Linked DNA regions of Danio rerio: region 2 is linked to region 1. A link is a contact called in public Micro-C data. All regions are on one chromosome and are shown on one strand. The core of a region is the stretch at or near the end of the contact, and the rest is flanking DNA. Distances in the headings are between cores, read along the strand shown. Region 1 holds the start of si:ch211-195b15.8. Region 2 holds the start of scaf1 (SR-related CTD-associated factor 1).

Region 1 (4,046 bases), core at 1,137-3,636:
GTCTTTGTACCTCTGCAGGATTTGTGCGGAGAGTGAGTGCGCTGAGCTTGTCTGAAAGAGATAAGGTAAACTCAGGCTTCAGCAGCTTGTAGTCTTGACCTCGACTCTGAACATTCTCCTGCTGGCTGTTTTTGTTTTCACAGTGCATGTTTGCTTTGGAATCCTCAGTGCGTCCATTAATAATACAGTTGTTGTCCATGTTGTTCTGAAGGTTCAAGTTAGTTAACAGTGGCGCTGTGGAACTGCTGTTGTGTTTTTCACTGGTGGGCTGAGGGCAGTTATCCAGAGCGTGAAGGTTTGACTTATTATTCTTCAAAGAAAGAGTCCCCTGAAAGAGCTGCAGCTGCCCCAGGAAATTAAAGTTGGGTGAAATTGTAGGTCTGCGTTCTTTCACAAACCTAAAGCAATGATCAGATATTGATATTATTAGTTAATCATTCTTGTTGACATCACCAGTTTCAATCAAAAAATCTCAATAACAGAAGATGCACATATAAACAGCAGCAGATGCACATTACCTGTATGCATGATCCAGATCCATTTTTAGGCTGTACATGACGTAGGCCACAGCAAGCGCAGGAGAGCGAGAGATTCCTGCAGCACAGTGAACCAGGACTGAGCAGCCAGCTGACATGGCCCCATCTAAAACAGATCAGTTGATTATGTTAATGAAATATTATGCACACAGGGAGAAATTAAATACAGCTTAACCATGAAACTCAAAAAAAAAAAAAAAATGCCAAAAAAATGCCAAAAGCATTCAAACAACAAACGGATGTAATTTAGACAAAAATCAGGCCAAAGCAATCTTTGTTTTCATTCTTTCTGAACTGCTTATTTCAACATTGTTTTAAGTCATATTTTTGGTATTGACAGGAATAAAACTTGTTTATGTATTCATACAAACTCAGCTAATAGCTTTGGGATGTTTACTAACAATTTTTTTGCAAGAAAAAAAAAGTACTTTATAGATAAATATGATCGGTTTGTGATCTTTTAATTTATTTAATTATTTATTTAGTTTTTAATTATTCTGTTTATTATGAAGGGGGCATTTATTAAATGTAAAAAATGTTAAATTGTTGAATATTTATTACAATTTTAAATAACTGCTTTCTTGTTGTATGTAGTTTCAAATGAATTTTGAAATATTAATATTGCTTTTATTACTATTACCATTAATAATAATAATACTACTAATAATATTATTAATTAATATTAGAGTGCTTTTTGAAGGATCAAGTGACTAAGTGAACTGGAGTAATAAAGCTAAAAATCTATCGATAAAATCACTGAAATAAATGATAAATTACTTTTGAACAGTTATTTTATAGTGCATAACATTTCACAATTTGTACTGTATTTGTGATGAAATAAATGCAGCCTTGGTGAGCAGGATAAACCTATTTTAAAACATTTAAAACCCCTGCTGACCCCAAACTTTTGACTGGTAGTGTATATAGAATCAAAATCTATTTCAATAGTCATGCGTTTGTTAACCATCGCTAAAAGTATTAATGATGTAATGCATTTAGGATGCAAATCTAGGCTGATGTAAGCAGTGGGCTTGCAGGTCCCTCACCAATGAAGTGCAGCGCCTGAGGGATCCAGGGAAGCAAGTCATCCCGCAGGGAGTCGTCGATCGGGATACGGAGGTACTGGGACTGGGGCAGAAAGGACGGCTGTGGGCAACATCGGCTCACACTTAGCACGTATGAAATGCCTCGGTCGGACAATCCATCCTGTAGTGCGAAAAGCGGATTATAGTGAGAAAGTAAGTCGCATGCTGTGCACAGAAAACACCAATGAGAACAAATGCATTGTTATTATATGACAGCAATACTTATGAATAATTTGAGAATTGTAAATATACCTGCGTTACGTCAGTCTCTGCACCAAGGTAGAGATGCGGCAGAATACGCGACAGCGGTGGCCGCTCAGACTGACCGTCCCTGTAGAACACCATCTCTAGATTTGATCTAAAATAAGAGAATGTTTATTTAGCATGAAACAATATAGAAATGCTAAATACACAGAGAATTACTGAGTGGGTCTATGACGCAGTAAACAGACTGACATAATCCCCTAAAAGGGCCTGAAATTAAAGTTTTAATAAATATATTTTTACCATGGTTATACAACAAGTTATGTTTATTTACAGTAAACTTAAAAGCTGGTACTCACCAGTTCAGTTATAAACCAGCAGAACGCGCAGGAAATCTAAAAAGCTTGCAAAAGTCCAGCGAAGCGGCTGCGGCTCTGTCTGCAGCACAAACTGCAGAAGCAAATACCGTGTTTGGTATGTTTATCAATCTGCTTGAAGATAAAGAGCTACTCGATCTGCCTTCTCAGCAGCTGTGTTCTCGAGCTCCTCTCCGTCCTGTCTGCGCTCCTAACATTATTTGTTGTTGTATGTATCTGTACCTGCGCGAGGGAGGAAAAGATGAGGTCATCCCCGTTTCCAGAAGCTAAGAATAGTGCAATTCAGTGTGATGTCATTTTCAGCCAATCGGAGCGCAGGCTTGCTCTTTGACGCGCGCGCGGGCACGCTCTGTTTGTTCGCCATCATCAATTTACCCTGAAGACCTCGGCATTTTTATTGTGATGAATCGCGTTTTACTCCCTGTAGCCTTTCAGACTGAAACAAGCTGCGTTTATTTTGCAAATGGAGTGTGTGCAATCCGTCAATTGCGACTCTCCTATCATTCTAGATGTTTTTTGATATCAAACTCGTCTGCAGCGTCCCGCATGGAGCAGTGTTTCTGTTGTAAACAAAATGTATTATTCAGAACGCTTAGTTCAGTGCTCCACATTTACCTATTTATATCATATTCATAATAAAACAGCACTACCGCAGTGCACTGTACCCAAAACAATTACGTTGTTTATGTTTCAATGATGTCATTTGTTTTGATCAGACTGGAGCACAACATTAATTTATTTCTCCAGCTGCAAACCCAGCAGAAATACAGTATTGATCATGTGCATTTGTGCAACTTGTATGCTAATGCATTTCTGTAAATAGTCACTATGTAATGCAATTCTAATACAGAATATCACATTTGTCTTAATCTTGCAATAATTTAGCAGACTCCCTCCACTGAACATTTTCTTTTACACTGAATATGCAAACCTAATCATCTAATAATAATAATAAAAAAAAAACATTTCGATAATAGCTTTTATTTCTCAGTATGGTATAAATCCTATCTGGTGACCTAATTTGATTTGCAGTTTATTTTCCCTGAGAGTTAAAAAAAAAAAACACTTAATTTTGCTCTTGCAATATTTTAAGGTTCCCTAAAAATACAATATACTGAGGAGAACACCACCAGTCAGTGTTCAATAAACTGAAATGTTGCTAATACACCTTTCATCTCTCAACGACTCATCCACTAAAAAAAGAATCAATCACTAAAGTATGTGCATAACTTTGTTTCTTAAGCTCATACTGCAAAAGTGACTGTTTAACTTCTTGGTATCTTATTATTCTATAATTATACTTCTTTTTCTAGTGCAAATATCTCAAGCTTCATCAGTCACAACATATTTGAGATGCAAAATTAAATATTGATTTCTGAAAATGCATTAGGACAAATAAATATTTGCCAGTAGGGTTTATTTCAAAACCCAATGACAATGTAACCATGTACGCTCAGATAATCTGTAGTTTACCCATCTTGTCTTAAATACGTTTAGACATTTGTACCCAGAAAAAAAGGACAAAATATTTAACGCCATGGACTTTGTGAACCAAATAGGTTTAGCAATTACATACCAATTATATGGGGCTAATGTGTTTTTAAATTTTTAATTTATGCTGTTGTCTTGAGTGTTTCTTTTATGTGATTGATGTGTTACCAGCGTTAAAGACAAATTTCCTTTCTGTGCCAAGCAGAGCGGACAAAGTTTAAACTAAACAGATTGTGCTATGATTAAAGATCTTAAATTGTGGAAGGGCTGTTAATTGACGATAAAGCTTGTTGGGTATCCTGTCCCGGGAGAAAGCCCTAAGCTTATGAGATCCTCAAGCCATTGGTTCCCTC
Region 2 (4,081 bases), core at 544-3,043, 74 kb before region 1:
TAAATTTCAGACAGACAATGCATACAACATCTACAAGTAGTTAAGCTTAACGCAGCAACTTATGGTTATGCAAATGGTCAAAATGATTTTACTTTACCAGTTCACTAGGCTCATCCTCTGAGGTCTCTCTGTTTCCTTGGAAACATCTTAAGCCAAGTGTCCTTCTGTCTGTTTTAGACTCCACTTCCTCCTCTTCATTAGGAGATTGTTCAGTCTGTGACTACAAGACAGAAAAGCACATTCAAGAATGAGTGTAATGGTAAATAATACTTAAACATGACAATAACCAAATAAATGAATAGATTAAAGAATCCTTAAACACAACACAACACACAAGATAATAAGTATAAATTAGAATTACACCAAACAAATTACTCTTTCGTTTCTCATTTCTTTTGTATCATTATTTGAAGATTTGATTTCTAAATCAGGCAATAAGTTGTGAGAGTTCAACTCTTTATCATTACATATATAGCAAATAATCTTGTGATTCTTCTTCGGTGTGGGTCATTTTTTGGGGAACATCATGTCTGTGTGAAACGTTACTTTTAAAGACAAATGGGGAAAACCGGTAGCAGAGATAGCCCATGTCCTGTATAATTCTTGGTTCAACAGTTCATAATTCGACAGTTTCTATAGAACAGAATCCTTCTCATGTACATTACTGACTTTTCAAAGTGAAACAAATCAAACTTTTAACTATTTGTGCTGCACAAGAAAAGCTCCCTCACAATTATTTGCACATGAAAATAAGATGTTTCACACTTCCAATCCTGATCGAAAAATTTAAACATCATTGACATAGAAAATTAATTGTCGTTAAGACCAATGTGGTTTGGAATTGGTCATTTGTACATGGAAAAAAAATATGACCTGAACATTCACTCCAATAAAACTTAAACGCACACTCTAATTATTTATTTACAGTAAGCATCCAACTTGCTCCTGCACAAACAAGTAGCTTTATCTCGCTTCATAAGACACTCACCTCTCCTGGCACAACATCTGCTTCATCCTTTTCAGCCTGTCCATCTGTTCCCATCTACACACAGCAGACAACACCATAACAAAGATCTGAAACATTCGCTCGAGATACCATAAAGCTGCGCTTGCACATGCCAATAAACTAAAACCCGGGGAATATATTAACCTACTTAGGCATTAAATCTCGGTCTTTAACTTGAAGACCTCTCGGGGAAGCTTGATCACTCGGGTAACTTAACAGAAAGCTTGTGTTGACATTCAACTCAATGCCTTTGGATCTCGACCCTCTGACATCATTGATCGCGATCACTGGATGAAATTGATTTAAGGTGATGCTACAAGACGATGCTTGTTATCTGTCTATATATCTGTAGATCTATCTAGCTAACGTTATCTAACGTTGTAACGTTACTGAAGCATTTTGCCTATGCGTATATATCTTTAATTAAGATTAAGCGCCAGTGCCATACAGCTAACTCTGAATAAAATTAGCATTGCAAACTCATTTTCATCTCAGTGTTGAATTTTAGGAAAACACCGCGCACTCGCTGAAATAATTGACTGGCTAAAAATGTGTCGACCACAGAGGTTAGCTTGCTAGCTAAGTTAGACAAGCTACAAGAGCCACTTACCTTCATGGCGCAGAGGTGAATCGGCTAGTGAATTCCAAAGCTGAGAACCTGCTAAATCCCTCAGCGGTGTTTTTGATAACTTTAAAACAGAATTCAGAGGCACGAAACATTTTTTTAGGAACACAATAAGAGGCCCATCCCATCCGATTCCGCCATTTTGCTTTCCCTACCGAAACTGCCGGCACGGGCTTATGGGAAATGTAGTTTTTCATCAAAGACGTCTTCTTTGGCGACGACGTAAATCGGAAATAAAAAAAAATGTCTGCGTGTGTGTGATGTATGAGAAAAACTGTAGTAAATAGAAAATCTCGACAATAACCGAGAACAGTCTTGCTGGACTGAAATTGTGATTGTTTAAATCTGATGTTTACAAAGCAGCACAATTCTCCTAATTTAAAATGAGTCTTTAATGGTTGGAAGATTTTAGATTCTTAGTTAAACTAAATTGTTATATCATTTTACCATCGAAATATTAAAAGCCTATTGATAATTTTCAAGAATCACAAGTTATTCCGTTTGATACTTGGCAAGTGCTTTTGTTTAATCAAAATTAGCCTAAGATGCTGCCATACATAATCATGCAAAGTCAAACCAATGATAACCCTTTAATGTTGCTTTTACTGCATGAGCTGCATGAATGCAATAATAATTTAAGTAATGACCAGTCTTGACTTATTTATTGTAATCATTGACCATGCATTTATTAAAGCAAAAGTGTAGTAGCCATGTTTTCATCTGTATGAACATATTTATATAACAAATATGGTTAAACTGTGGCTACTGCAGCAAAACTGTGATGATTTTGTGGTTAACATGTACAATAACCATGGTTTTATGGTTGTATTGTAATGAAATCAGTTCATCTTCATAAGGGCAGACTTGTTTGTGCCAATAAAAGCAAACAGCTATATATGTTTGCATTTGTTTTATTGGAAACATATCCATTGTGTAACATTTCAAATAAACCCTCATTTACTCCTGATCACATCCAAACAGGCTCAAACCTGCGGCACTTAATAGGTTCTAGTTATCATTACTCAGGTGAAGTATATGCAGAAGTAGCACTGGTGATTTCTTTGTGTTACAGTAATTCTCCAGGTCATCGCAGAAGAAAAATGACAGCACTGCTCCACAATGCCCCTCTTCTCAAACGCGTCTCTCTCTCCACTCTACTGCAGGAAGGTGGCGCTGTTTCTAATCATGATGCCTGTGGAAAGAGTGTTATCAATGACTGGTTGTCACCAAAAAGGCTCCAAAACGGGTAAACCATGCATGCATAACGCTATACATTTAATATTCCAAGGAATGTTGACTACTCTGCTGTACACTCTGCGAGTGAGACAAGAGACATTGTGACATTTTATATGGTCTTCGGGGAGATCAAATCAAAGAGGTCGGAAACCTGTATATGCATAATAAACGCGTTTACTTTATTTAAATACATTGTTTTGTCTAAATAAAGTCAAAATGCATGTGAAATGTTTCAACATCATTCAGCATAATAGATATGTAAAATGATGCATTACATTGCTAATTGTTTACAAAAATGAATCAGTGTTGTATATATTTTGAGGTTGAATTTGGAACAGAAAGTCTGAAAAGATAATCAATTAAATATCCTTAATAATTTGATCTGAATTAATTTGATCTGATCTCTTAAATTGATCTTTTATTGTTTTGATGCTTGAAAACTTGTTTAAACTGTGGTTATTTTAGTTTCATATATAATGTAATAAGATTAGAATTTTATAAATATGAAAAAATACAAATTTTTTAATGCTTATTTATTATCATGGCGGTTTATTCCACTCTGGTGACCGCAGAATAATAAAGGGACTAAGCCGACAAGAAAATGAATGAATGAATGAATTTATTATCATCCATCATAAACAACAAACAATAACAATAGAAAATTGCCAATCCGTTAAAACTTGTTTTAAATTAAAACTCTAGCCAGCGAACAACAAACTAGACAGCTCATTTTCTCACTCTGAATTTATCCATTTAACCTTCTTTTAATGCATATTTTATTGGTTGTTCTTCTGTAAGACCTGACATATCAAAATAATAGGCAGAAAATTCTACTTTTCTGGAACTGAAATGTTTATTAAACTATTTAGCAGAATCAAAAAAAATGATGAGGAAGATTCTAAAGAGAAAATTGTAGTCCAGACAAGAAACTGAGGTCCCAACAGCACAAACACAGTCAGAAAGCACTGCGTTGCACTTTGCTGACATTCTGTGTGTTGTTGGGACCTCAACTTCTTGTCTGGACTAAACTTGCAGTAGGCCTACTTCTTGACCCCATTACAGCTGTCTGAATGACCATCATCCTGAATGGCTAGAGGAGTCCATCCTCCTGATTTTCTAACTGCTCTATAGCACTTTAATTGCCACACATTTTTGCATTGATGACATCTTTAAAACTTTATTTTCTATCTTCTTTCTCTGTTCTTTTTGACATC

Evidence for each region. A called contact is a pair of places that touch in the nucleus more often than the background predicts.
Region 2: a contact with region 1 is called in a Micro-C map of caudal fin, with 8 times the contacts expected there. The contact joins the promoter of scaf1 here to the promoter of si:ch211-195b15.8 in region 1. A contact is called at or near these places in 7 of 18 Hi-C or Micro-C datasets (caudal fin, embryo, fibroblasts and 2 more) and 3 of 4 datasets of contacts at active chromatin or transcription factors (caudal fin, embryo and gastrula embryo).

What each region holds. Positions count from the first base shown.
Region 1 is chr3:31,214,260-31,218,305 of GRCz12tu, reverse strand. It overlaps si:ch211-195b15.8, which reads right to left and starts at 2,386. Exons shown (of 5, transcript XM_681250.9): 1 at 2,185-2,386; 2 at 1,874-1,979; 3 at 1,583-1,742; 4 at 519-642; 5 at 1-398. The coding sequence starts at 1,966. It overlaps LOC141381223 (a long non-coding RNA gene), which reads left to right and starts at 1,587. Exons shown (of 3, transcript XR_012401075.1): 1 at 1,587-1,774.
Region 2 is chr3:31,287,658-31,291,738 of GRCz12tu, reverse strand. It overlaps scaf1 (SR-related CTD-associated factor 1), which reads right to left and starts at 1,793. Exons shown (of 12, transcript XM_073944590.1): 1 at 1,617-1,793; 2 at 989-1,042; 3 at 98-220. The coding sequence starts at 1,622. It overlaps LOC100534937 (insulin), which reads right to left. Exons shown (of 3, transcript XM_009299616.4): 2 at 2,722-2,785; 3 at 2,527-2,719. The coding sequence ends at 2,640.